Linked DNA regions of Mus musculus: region 2 is linked to region 1. Evidence: chromatin contacts called from public Hi-C data. All regions are on one chromosome and are shown on one strand. The core of a region is the stretch at or near the end of the contact, and the rest is flanking DNA. Distances in the headings are between cores, read along the strand shown.

Region 1 (6,188 bases), core at 850-3,349:
ATCTACCTCAGGTGACAAGATGACCTTGTCACCTCCTTAAGGGTTAATCCAGTGAGACAGGTGAGGGGACTGAGGAGGGATCCACCCCAGGAAGACATATTCACCTTACAATAACGTACTCTTCCCTTACAGAATTATGGCCTCCTAATGCAGTTCCCTTGCTATGCAAGCGTGAGCACATGAGTTCAAGTCCTGCACAGTGAAGCACAAATCAGGGTGTGGTCAGGTGAGCACCTGGGACCTCAGCACTGTGAGGGGCAGAGCCAGGAAAACTGCAGGGGCTTGCTAGCCAGTGAGCCTAGCTTCAGATTCAGTGAGAAACCTTGTTTCATGGGGAAAAAGGCAGAGAATGGTAGAGCAGAATACCCAGCATCCTCCCTTAGACGTACACATGTGCATATATGCCACAAATAAATTAATTAAGAGTAAATATTTGGGACTTTTAAGAAAATGAACTCTTTCTTTTCCTTGTGAAGTAGCAGATTTCCAAGTAGCAGGCTTCTCAGTGGCTTATCTGGGAGGCTCTGCCTGTGAGACTTTTGGATAAGCTTTTGAATATTAACAGGTTCTGCTGAAGAAGCCATTTCTATATGCCAGGAGCTGCAGCTAATATTTCTTGTGAATTGTGTCACTTCAGTCTTCAGAAAAACTTTGTAAGTTCAGAATAGATACCCTTGCTCAGAGACAAAGTTAAGGGTCAGAGGTTGCCACAATTTGTCTATGCCTTAGAGCCAAAAGTGCAGAAGCCAGGATCCAAATCCCTGAGTATGGACTCCAGGCTTCTGCTCTGGGTGCTTAACTTTCCTCATGAAACCACCCCGAGGCATTTATTAGCTCTACTACCCCTCCCCCCCCACCCCCCCACCCCCCGCCCCGACCCAGGGGACTGCAGCCCAGAGACAACCCAAGTCACAAAGAGAGTATCAGAGCCAAAGCAGGTCCATTAGATTCCAAAATCTGTTCAACCCCAAAGTAGAAAAGAAGGCAGAAACACAACCGAGAATCCCCTCAAAGAGGTCTCCCTTTTCCTAGGGAACTGTCTCTCATCCAGCCGCTTACCTCCTCCCTTGGGTCTCTTTCCAGAATCTTCCTTTTTCTCCCTTTCCCCCAGTGCAGCATCTGGGCTGGAGAAGAACCAATTTTATCCTGGGAGAGTAGACTCACTGCTTCCCAGTTGCTTAAAGAAGGAACAGCCAGAGTATGGCTAGGCCGGCCTCTCCCAGGCCGGCCTCTCCCAATCTCATACAACTGGGGAAGCCCTGTACACATAGGCTTAGGTCAAGAACCAGCAACACGGAGCATAAGTACAGCCTGATAGCTGACCAATTAACTGCAGCTCTCCCTTTTAAAGTATCTATTCAGGGGCTGAGTGGTTAAAAACTTGTATTGGTGTTCCAGAGGACCCAAGTCCGGGTCCCAGCATTCACATGGGGGTGGGGTGGGAGCTCATAGTCGCCTGCACAGCACCAGGGAAATCTACTTCTGACCCTCTGGCCTCAGCAGGCACCAGAGCCCATGTGCATATACCCACACACAGACAAAAGCACATAATTAAAAGGTGGCGCACGCCTTTAATCCCAGCACTTGGGAGGCAAAGGCAGGCGGCTTTTCTGAGTTCAAGGCCAGCCTGGTCTACAGACTGAGTTCCAGGACAGCCAAGACTACAGAGAGAAACCCTGTCTCGAAAAAACAAAAGCCAAAAACCAAAAAAAAAAAAAAAAAAGTAAAAAAGATTTTTAAAAGAAGCCAAAGCATCTAGTCTGAAACAGACATTTCATGGAGGCGGGGCGGTCTTACACTTAAAAAATTAGTATTCATTGGTTGGGGCGATTTTACGAAAGAGAGGAGACTCGGTTCTAGGACATGAAGCTGGCAACTCAAGGACAGCAAGTCCTCAGGAGCTTGGGACTTGAACCTATCAAGGACCCAGTTCTGCTGTTGCCTGGGAACAGAGAAGGGAGGAGCTGCCAGAGAGAAGGGAGGAGGGGACAGGGAGAGGGCAACCTCTCAGCTGCGCGCCCTGACGACAGCAGGTGATTTTTTTTTTTTTTTCTGCAGCGCGCATACTCTCAGCATCTTTTCTTGATCACCCCACCTCCCTTGCTGAGCCGCAAAAAAGGGTGGGGCCGCCTCTCTGCAGCAGAAGACGACAGCGGCAGCGGCTGCGGCATCACCGGGGGTATAGATAGAGGCCGTTTTGCTCTCTGCTCTGTCTGGGTTGGAGGTGACCGCTGCCAAGCCTCGCTAGGCGGCCGGCTGAACCAGACGGAAAGGAGATAAAAGCCTGCTTGCGGATCCTTCCCTGCGCCATGGCTTAAGCCCACAGCCTCTTTGCCAAGCATCTCCTTGCTCTGCCGGGGTCTGCTAGACACCGCAGTCGCAGAGAGGGCGCGCCCAGACGCCCTAGGCCTGGACTCTGGGACGCTGAGCCTCGCTCCTATTCTTCACTGCCCACAGCAGCTCCTCTGCAGCAGGCGTTTGCAGCCGGCAATCGAGGGACTTTACGGACTTTATCTCAGCGGTACCTTGTCCCCGGGTGCTCTTTGAGGGTGGAGGACGAGGCAAAGGGCTTCTAAGGGAAGGAAGCGGTGGGAACCACATTGGCGGGTCTGGGTTGGGGTTAAAGGGAGATTGGAGATTTGATTTAGGACCACAAAAAGGCTTTGTGGCTAACATGGCGTGGCCGTGCATCACAAGGGCCTGCTGCATCGCCCGCTTCTGGAACCAGCTGGACAAGGCGGACATTGCGGTGCCGCTGGTTTTCACCAAGTACTCGGAGGCCACCGAACACCCAGGCGCCCCTCCGCAGCCGCCAGCTCCGCTGCAGCCCGCGTTAGCGCCCCCCTCGCGTGCTGTCGCCATAGAGACGCAGCCAGCCCAGGGAGAGTCGGATGCAGTTGCCCGGGCAACAGGGCCTGCGCCCGGGCCCAGCGTCGACCGCGAGACTGTAGCCGCCCCCGGCCGGAGCGGGCTGGGCTTGGGCGCGGCCTCAGCCTCCACTTCCGGCTCAGGCCCCGCGGACTCGGTGATGCGACAGGACTACCGCGCCTGGAAAGTGCAGCGGCCCGAGCCAAGCTGCCGGCCGCGCAGCGAGTACCAGCCGTCCGACGCGCCCTTCGAGCGCGAGACCCAGTACCAGAAGGACTTCCGCGCCTGGCCGCTGCCCCGGCGCGGGGACCATCCCTGGATCCCCAAGCCGGTGCAAATCCCTGCGACTTCGCAGCCTTCCCAACCTGTTCTCGGGGTGCCCAAGCGTCGGCCTCAGAGCCAAGAGCGCGGGCCCATGCAACTTTCTGCTGATGCCCGGGACCCGGAGGGTGCTGGAGGAGCCGGGGTGCTGGCGGCAGGAAAGGCGTCCGGTGTAGACCAGCGCGACACACGTAGGAAGGCAGGGCCAGCATGGATGGTGACTCGCAACGAAGGGCACGAAGAGAAGCCTCTGCCCCCAGCCCAATCCCAGACCCAGGAGGGTGGTCCTGCAGCTGGAAAGGCGTCCGGTGCAGATCAGCGTGACACACGCAGGAAGGCAGGGCCAGCATGGATGGTGACTCGCAGCGAAGGGCACGAAGAGAAGCCTCTGCCCCCAGCCCAATCCCAGACCCAGGAGGGTGGTCCTGCAGCTGGAAAGGCGTCCGGTGCAGATCAGCGTGACACACGCAGGAAGGCTGGACCCGCGTGGATGGTGACTCGCACGGAAGGGCACGAGGAGACGCCGCTGCCACCCGCCCAGTCTCAGACCCAGGAGGGCGGCCCCGCAGCTGGAAAGGCATCTGGTGCAGACGAGCGCGACACGAGGAGGAAGGCGGGGCCGGCCTGGATGGTGCGTCGCTCGGAGGGGCACGAACAGACACCCGCTGCCCATGCCCAAGGCACAGGGCCTGAAGGAGGCAAGGGGCGCGCGGTGGCAGATGCCCTCAACAGGCAAATCCGGGAGGAGGTGGCGAGTACAGTAAGCAGCTCTTACAGGTGAGACTGGGGCAGCAGGTGATGCTGGTCACCCTCATCCCCTCGCGAGGACCACCCATTCTACCCCCACACCGAAAGCTTCGCATTCAGCTTCTTCTCCAGGGCCAGACCACACCCTCTTCAGCCACATTCCAGAACCCTTTCAACCCAGACTTTACTGCCCCACCCTGTCGGAAAGCCCTTAACAGTTTCCACACTGGTTTTCCCAGCTTGTTTTTTGTGCCACCCCTAAGCCACATTTTCCTCTTGGCTGCCTAGCTCAGCTCCCTATCTGCCCCACAGAGACCCTGTCAGTTTCCCCCTGTCTCATCAGTTCGCCTGCTGTCCCAGCCTGGCTCCCGTCCCCTAGTCGCCTCCACTCATTCACTTCTCACTTACTTCCCCGTGAGACCCTTTCTCCTCCCCAGTCTCTTACATTGTCCTGGTCTCTTCCTATTCGATTCCTCCCCCAGTTCCTGGCTGACACTCAAGCGCCACACCCTTTTCCAGATTTCTCTACATGCTCCTTAATAACTGGCTCTAGTACTTTGAAGTCATTCCCCTCCTGCCTCTTCAGTAGCTTTGACACATTGGGCGAGCTTTTTAACCTTCCTGGGCCTTCACATTCTTATCTGTAACTGGGATCAATAATAGTCAACTTAGAACTATCCACACAGGACTGATTTAAGCTGAGATATTCTGTACAGTTTTGAGGATAGACTAAATGCCAAACATGGCTCTAGCTGATGGAAAGATGGAAAGAGATGACTCGGGATGACTGGCCATGCCTGAGATGTAGTGAGAGGTCTTGTTTCCATTTATACTCTCCTATGTGATGCCCCCTTATTCTTGATTCTGCTTCCTGGATGTCCCTAGCCCTCTTCCCTGTTGAGGCAGCTCCTTTCTTCCTTTGTGTTCAGATGTTTCTATTTTTTCTTTTAATTAATTAGTTAATTAATTAATTTACTTATTCCCTTTACATCCTGCTCACTGCCCCCTACAGTCCTTCTCCCCATGCCCCACTTCTTCTCTAAGTGGGTGGGGTCTCCCCCTGAGTATCTCCCTACCCTGGTACATCAAGTTTCTGCAGGGCTAGTCTAATCCTCTCCCACTCAGGCCAAACAAGTCAACCCAGCTAGAAGAACATATTCCACGAACAGCCAACAGCTTTTTGGGGTAGCCCCCATTCCAGTTGTTTGGGACCCACATGAAGACCAAGCTGCACATCTGCTGTATATGTGCAGAGAGGTCTAGGTCCAGCCCATGTATGCTCTTTGGTTTGTGGTTCAGTCTCTGAGAACCCCTAAGGGTCCAGGTTAGTTGACTCTGTTGATCTTCCTGTGGAGTTCCTATCTCCTTAGGGGCCTACAATCCTTCTCCCTATACTTCCACAAGACTCCCCAAGCTCCATCCACTGTTTGGCCATGGGTGTCTGTATCTGTCTGAGTCAGCTGCTGGGTGGAGCTTCTCAAAGGTCAGACATTAATGTGTCCCTTATCCTCTGGCACATTCACGTTCCTTGAAAATGAACGCTTTCAAACTTAGAAACATCCCCCATCTTCCTCCACGCACACCCTGTTTATACAATTCTCCCTGTGCTGCATGCAGCCTTGGCCTGCTTTCTCACCTCACATCCATCCAGTGCACATCTCTGAATGTTTAGCTTTTGGGCCTTCCTTTATGTTTCTACCAACATCAGCTAGCTGATAGATCCTAGTTGACTTGAACATGTAGCAGCACCGGGCTTGGGTACTGAGGAAGCAGATGTGTGTGATAATGATGGAGCTGGCCTTGTGCAGCTGTGACTTCTGAGGTCTTCATTCAGCTCCACAGTCAGTTAGGTGCCCTTTTCCTAAGTGTGGAAGGAAGGGCTACAGAGTTAGTGTCTTCTGCTAACCCTGTGTGTGGGCGCTTCAGTAGGCTCTGCAGGCACTCCTCTCATGCAGCCAGAAGACTGGCATAAATAGAGACTCTATTGTTAAGGCAAAAGTCAGAGCCCTGCCTCAGAATTCCATGGCTTCCTGCATTCTGGTTCCCACTAGGTACCTCTCTCTGGGTTAACTGATATCACAACCAGACTGACCTTCCAGCATTAGTATATTACTTCCTTTCCAAGGTCTGGGTCAAACAAGGACGAAGCTCCTTTTCCTTGGACAGCCACAGGGAAGTGGGGTTCTCATAATAATGTTTATACTAGCACTGGAGGATCAAAAGAGAGACAGAAACAAACACCCACAAGCCAA
Region 2 (6,703 bases), core at 2,232-4,731, 33 kb after region 1:
ACTTCCTGTGTCCTTAGCTCAGTTACACACTCCTGTGTCCTTAGCTCAGTTACACACTTCCTGTGTCCTTAGCTCAGTTACACACTTCCTGTGTCCTTAGCTCAGTTACACACTTCCTGTGTCCTTAGCTCAGTTACACACTTCCTGTGTCCTTAGCTCAGTTACACACTTCCTGTGTCCTTAGCTCAGTTACACACTTCCTGTGTCCTTAGCTCAGTTACACACTTCCTGTGTCCTTAGCTCAGTTACACACTTCCTGTGTCCTTAGCTCAGTTACACACTTCCTGTGTCCTTAGCTCAGTTACACACTTCCTGTGTCCTTAGCTCAGTTACACACTTCCTGTGTCCTTAGCTCAGTTACACACTCCTGTGTCCTTAGCTCAGTTACACACTTCCTGTGTCCTTAGCTCAGTTACACACTCCTGTGTCCTTAGCTCAGTTACACACTTCCTGTGTCCTTAGCTCAGTTACACACTTCCTGTGTCCTTAGCTCAGTTACACACTCCTGTGTCCTTAGCTCAGTTACACACTCCTGTGTCCTTAGCTCAGTTACACACTTCCTGTGTCCTTAGCTCAGTTACACACTTCCTGTGTCCTTAGCTCAGTTACACACTTCCTGTGTCCTTAGCTCAGTTACACACTCCTGTGTCCTTAGCTCAGTTACACACTTCCTGTGTCCTTAGCTCAGTTACACACTTCCTGTGTCCTTAGCTCAGTTACACACTCCTGTGTCCTTAGCTCAGTTACACACTTCCTGTGTCCTTAGCTCAGTTACACACTTCCTGTGTCCTTAGCTCAGTTACACACTCCTGTGTCCTTAGCTCAGTTACACACTTCCTGTGTCCTTAGCTCAGTTACACACTTCCTGTGTCCTTAGCTCAGTTACACACTCCTGTGTCCTTAGCTCAGTTACACACTCCTGTGTCCTTAGCTCAGTTACACACTTCCTGTGTCCTTAGCTCAGTTACACACTTCCTGTGTCCTTAGCTCAGTTACACACTCCTGTGTCCTTAGCTCAGTTACACACTCCTGTGTCCTTAGCTCAGTTACACACTCCTGTGTCCTTAGCTCAGTTACACACTTCCTGTGTCCTTAACACAGCCACACACTCCTGTGTCCTTAGCTCAGTTACACACTTCCTGTGTCCTTAGCTCAGTTACACACTTCCTGTGTCCTTAACACAGCCACACACTCCTGTGTCCTTAGCTCAGTTACACACTTCCTGTGTCCTTAGCTCAGTTACACACTCCTGTGTCCTTAGCTCAGTTACACACTCCTGTGTCCTTAGCTCAGTTACACACTTCCTGTGTCCTTAGCTCAGTTACACACTCCTGTGTCCTTAGCTCAGTTACACACTTCCTGTGTCCTTAGCTCAGTTACACACTTCCTGTGTCCTTAGCTCAGTTACACACTTCCTGTGTCCTTAGCTCAGTTACACACTTCCTGTGTCCTTAGCTCAGTTACACACTTCCTGTGTCCTTAGCTCAGTTACACACTTCCTGTGTCCTTAGCTCAGTTACACACTTCCTGTGTCCTTAGCTCAGTTACACACTTCCTGTGTCCTTAGCTCAGTTACACACTTCCTGTGTCCTTAGCTCAGTTACACACTTCCTGTGTCCTTAGCTCAGTTACACACTTCCTGTGTCCTTAGCTCAGTTACACACTTCCTGTGTTTTTAGCTCAGTTACACACTTCCTGTGTCCTTAGCTCAGTTACACACTCCTGTGTCCTTAGCTCAGTTACACACTCCTGTGTCCTTAGCTCAGTTACACACTCCTGTGTCCTTAGCTCAGTTACACACTTCCTGTGTCCTTAGCTCAGTTACACACTTCCTGTGTCCTTAGCTCAGTTACACACTCCTGTGTCCTTAGCTCAGTTACACACTCCTGTGTCCTTAGCTCAGTTACACACTTCCTGTGTCCTTAGCTCAGTTACACACTTCCTGTGTCCTTAGCTCAGTTACACACTTCCTGTGTCCTTAGCTCAGTTACACACTCCTGTGTCCTTAGCTCAGTTACACACTTCCTGTGTCCTTAGCTCAGTTACACACTTCCTGTGTCCTTAGCTCAGTTACACACTCCTGTGTCCTTAGCTCAGTTACACACTTCCTGTGTCCTTAGCTCAGTTACACACTTCCTGTGTCCTTAGCTCAGTTACACACTCCTGTGTCCTTAGCTCAGTTACACACTTCCTGTGTCCTTAGCTCAGTTACACACTTCCTGTGTCCTTAGCTCAGTTACACACTCCTGTGTCCTTAGCTCAGTTACACACTCCTGTGTCCTTAGCTCAGTTACACACTTCCTGTGTCCTTAGCTCAGTTACACACTTCCTGTGTCCTTAGCTCAGTTACACACTCCTGTGTCCTTAGCTCAGTTACACACTCCTGTGTCCTTAGCTCAGTTACACACTTCCTGTGTCCTTAGCTCAGTTACACACTTCCTGTGTCCTTAGCTCAGTTACACACTTCCTGTGTCCTTAGCTCAGTTACACACTCCTGTGTCCTTAGCTCAGTTACACACTTCCTGTGTCCTTAGCTCAGTTATACACTTCCTGTGTCCTTAGCTCAGTTACACACTCCTGTGTCCTTAGCTCAGTTACACACTTCCTGTGTCCTTAGCTCAGTTACACACTTCCTGCATCAGATTATTCCTTTGTCAGTGTCTTTCCTGGGAGTCTCCTCTGTCAAGCTGGGTAGAGTAAGATGACGGACGATTAAATCAGAATGCTCAGGGAATTGAATTCACTGTCCCGGGGCCCTCAGAGCTGACAATGATCCCCAAGGCCGTGAACGTAGAAATGAATGTAGAAGACATTAAAAGCTCTTAGAATTTGGAGATTTATTGAGTACATTAACGGATTTAAAGTCAGAGCTATGTCCTTCGTGCTCACAAAGGTAATCTCACCACTGGTAGAAATTTGTTCGTTTGGGGCTGGGGAGATGGCTTGGTGCTGAAGAGCATGTGCTGCTCTGCAAAGGACTGAGTTGGATTCCAGTACCCACAGTGTGTGGCTCCCAATCTCCTGAAACTTCAGTTCCAGGGAATCAACTGCCTTCTTCCGGTCTCAGGTACCTGCACACATGTGCACAAGTTCCTCCACAGATGTACACACAAACACGCGCACATAATTAAAAATAAAATAAAAATCTTCTTTTAAAACATAATAAATTCACTCACATAGATGCCTGGTGGTGCATGGGCCAATGAAAAAAGAGATACCTTAGCAGGTGGCCTTGCTAGATGGAACTGGATCATCCCAGATGAGTGACACAATTGGATGCTCAGTGCTTATCTCCTGGGACCAGAGATGATCTTCCTGTAGAACTGGCCTTTATGTCCCTTCCTGGCTCCCCCTCCGTATATCAAAGGAGATAAGTGTATTTTCTTCCAATTGAATTTCCTTGGTCTCCCGCCGAGCTCTGTGTCAGAAGGAAGCATGAGATCATAGAATCACCAGCCTTTGAATCTGCCTTTTTTCCCCTTTGTCCTGCAGGAGTTTGTTAGCTGAGACAGTCATGGGAGGGCCATCCATCAGTGTCCTTGAGGCAGAGAATTTGGGCTGTCTCCTCCTGGTCCTGGGTTAAATGATTCCAGCTGGGAAGGGGAGGGGGGGCTCTTGAGAAAATAGTTGTAGAGTCTGGGATGCAGCTCAATGGTACAATGTAGGCTTAGCCTGGGGAGGGCTACATTTAATCCCTAATGACCCCAAACAAAAACAACTTTTATAGTACTTCAGAAAAACATAAATGACATCTCCATTTTACAGATGGCAGGTGGCAATGGCAGATGAGAGGCTCAGGGAAAACAAGTTTGGGCTTTCTTCAGTTTCATGTTTGTTTGTTTGTTTGTTTGTTTGAGACAGGGTTTCTCTGTGTAGCCCTTGATGGTCTGGAACTCACTCTGTAGACCAGGCTGGCCTTGAACTCAGAGATCTGCTTGCCTCTGCCTCTCAAGTGCTGGGACTAAAGACATATGCCACTGCACTTGGCTCAGATTCATTTTATTTTTAATAGTGTGTGAGCACATGCAAGGCTTAGCACATAAGTGTAAAACCCACCAAGGCCAAAAGAAGGCACTGAGTCCCCTGGAGCTGGAGTTACGGGCTGTTGTGAGCTGCCTAACCTGGGTGAACTAAAAGCAGGTCTTCTGCAAGAGCAGTCTGAGTCCTTAACTACTGAGCCATCTCCTCTGCCCTCTACCATAAATTTAAAGGGATAAAATAGTCACCTCTTAATGCAGTATCTGATGCATTATAACCAGTAAAGTGCATGCTAGAAGCATTAGACATAGACCTGCACACTTGATGTAATTTAATCTCAAAATACTCTTGAAGGACAAAGTTGTTATTCCAATTTAATAGATTAGGACACGGAAGCTCAGGATCAAGTGACTGGCCTAACGAGCCAGAGAAAGCAAGGCCCTGGCAGGATTCAAACCCCAAGAACTCTAAATCTGGGTCTTCAATTAAAAAATCATTTATTTTTATGTGTCTAGGTTTTTGTCTGCATCATGCATGTCCACACCAGGGCTTTGTATCTGGAGTAACAGATGGTTGTGAGCCGCAGTATCTGACTGAGAACTGAACCCAGGTCTCCAGGAAGAGCAGCAAGTGCCCTTGACCACTGAGCCACCCAGCTCCAATTTGGGTCTTCCTATTGTGTCTTTGCTTGGGACTCCAGCAGGTCAATGTCAACCAATGGAGTTGGCATCCTACATTTGAAGTATAATCATTCATTTGGTAAAGATTTCTCTACAAAGAGAAAGCTGCTCTCCTCTCAGTGCCCATGCAGACTGCAGTCCTCTGTTTGGAGATAAAAGGGGTTGGAAAGAAAAACTCATTCTTTAGCAGCTGCCACTTGACTGCCTGTCAAAGAACTAATATAAACTGCAGTAGTCACAGCCAAAGAGCTAGTTGAAGGACTCAGTTCCAATTTGTAAACAGAGCTTTGTGTTGGCGTGGTCGTCGTGTTGGGGGAGCTAGTCTCAGAGGGATAACCAGAGTCGGAGAAAGCACACACAGTTAAAAATAATCGGGGCTGGAAAGATGGCTCAGTGGATTGAGTCCTGTTCTTCCAGAGGACCTAAGTTTTATTCCCAGCACCCACATTAGGCAGCTTAAAACCACTTATAGCCTAGAACCAGGGGATCTGGTGTCTTTGTCTGACCTCCATGCTCATCCCCATACATGTGACATACATACATACACACACACACACATATGAATACTACTAGTAATAATTTATTCTATAGTGAAGTTCTTTCTCTATTCTTGATAAAGTGTAGGGAAAGTCACATCATGTACCTAGTGCAACCTTTGGGAAAGTCTCATAACTTAGTGAATCAAGCTCTACTAGCTATTAAAACATTCCATTGGTTTTATAGCTAAAAAGCCAACCTATTTAAAGCTATCACTTTTCTTCCCGAAGAGAGAGGAGAGGCCTGGCAGAGGGCTGGCAGCAAGAGAGCTCTTGCCCAGACTGGTACTCAGTGTGGACTGGCAGCTCTTTGCAGTAGATTCAGTGTCTTGGGGCGTTTTGCTAGACCTGTCAGAGTGTGCTCCCCCTCCCGTTGCTATAGAGCTCACCTTGCAGGTATCTTAATGTATGTGAATCTCTGTAGCTGGTCTCATGTGCCTTCCTCACCTCTGAGCATCCCATAGCCCACCAGCTTCTTACGCTGAGAGCCACTTGCCCCTTGAGATGACCTTCTTAACCTCTAATCCAAGAAACAGCACCACACAGATGGTTCCACCAGAGAGTACAATCTATGTGCTCTACAGCCACTGTCCCTCTCTCTACCCCTGGGTCCACGAGCCAGCCGTCTCCCTGACCTTTGGGTTTCTCAGATGTGTCCACTCCCAGTCCATCACAGTCCTTAAGGTCCACACTCCCTTGAACTCTCTACACAGCCCCCCAGATGCAGTGTCCTCTCTCCACCTTTCAAAATCCCAAATCTAGAACATAGGCCTCACCCTGGAAGATGGAGCTGTCTTGGTGCCTGGGTGAAGTTTCCCTGTCAGGCTAGGGCACTGCCATTACTTGAACTGTTCCTGTTTAATCCCAGCAGCTCTTATTGTCCTGTCCAAGGTCAGGATACCTGACTCCCTCAGCTCAGGTGGCCTCCACTGTAGCTAACTGTGATGACAACAGTGCCTGCCCACATGGCCTTTGTGAGAGTGAAGGAAGACAGTGTGCAAGGCTGTTACCCAGTTTCTGTCTCTTAGTAGGCTGCAGGCTGGTCACCTCCACTTCTGTCACTTATCCCAGTGTGACAAAGCAAACAAGACACCTATGGGGAAGACCCTGCTTTCATATCTAATGTCAACCTCCGGTCTCCTACCACAATTCAAGAAAATACACACACACACACACACACACACACACACACACACACACAGAGGCATGCATACCACACACACATTTAAAGCTAGCTTGGTCAATTGTCTCAAATAAACACAAACTTAAAGGCCTGGTGACACAGCTCAGTGGTAGAATGCTTACCTCGAATGCAAGTCCCTAGGTTCTGTCCTCAGCACTGAAAAACAAACAAACAAACAAAAAGAGCAAAAACAACAACCATATAAAGAAGGCCACAGAGCCAGCCCTGGGCTCAAGGTAACAGCCATTTGAGAGCAGCTCTCACAACCACCATCCAGGTTCCTCTCTACCTCTAATTGGTTTATCTTTCTATTGTCTCTGGTAGCT

The links. Hi-C and Micro-C count contacts between places; a contact is called where the count stands out from the background.
Region 2: a Hi-C map of the N1E-115 cell line shows a contact between it and region 1, with 3 times the contacts expected there. The contact joins the enhancer-like site here to the promoter of Map6 in region 1. A contact is called at or near these places in 3 of 39 promoter capture datasets (3T3-L1-derived adipocytes, the SN4741 cell line and maxillary cranial neural crest), 3 of 15 datasets of contacts at CTCF or cohesin (CD8 T cells, the NIH/3T3 cell line and large pre-B cells), 23 of 484 Hi-C or Micro-C datasets (the 3T3-L1 cell line, 3T3-L1-derived adipocytes, the C2C12 cell line and 17 more), 18 of 115 datasets of contacts at active chromatin or transcription factors (the 230-238 cell line, Th17 cells, bone marrow-derived macrophages and 14 more) and 2 of 9 other capture datasets (adipose tissue and pancreatic islet).

The regions. Positions count from the first base shown.
Region 1 is chr7:99,265,348-99,271,535 of GRCm38.p6, forward strand. It overlaps Map6 (microtubule-associated protein 6), which reads left to right and starts at 2,100. Exons shown (of 3, transcript NM_001048167.1): 1 at 2,100-3,966. The coding sequence starts at 2,675. It overlaps Gm26705 (predicted gene, 26705), which reads right to left and starts at 1,871. Exons shown (of 4, transcript NR_103487.1): 1 at 1,798-1,871; 2 at 1,060-1,124.
Region 2 is chr7:99,297,455-99,304,157 of GRCm38.p6, forward strand. The region is part of intron 1 of Map6 (microtubule-associated protein 6); the gene reads left to right. It overlaps Gm40449 (a long non-coding RNA gene), which reads right to left. Exons shown (of 3, transcript XR_869820.3): 2 at 6,500-6,703; 3 at 2,820-3,418. Among named protein-coding and RNA genes, the nearest start is that of Gm40449, 4.4 kb to the right of the region's middle. Within about 2 kb of position 3,482, at least 7 of the 459 cell types and tissues checked have an H3K27ac peak or open chromatin away from gene starts, as enhancers often do. A contact at or near this core is called in the N1E-115 cell line, where this site is marked.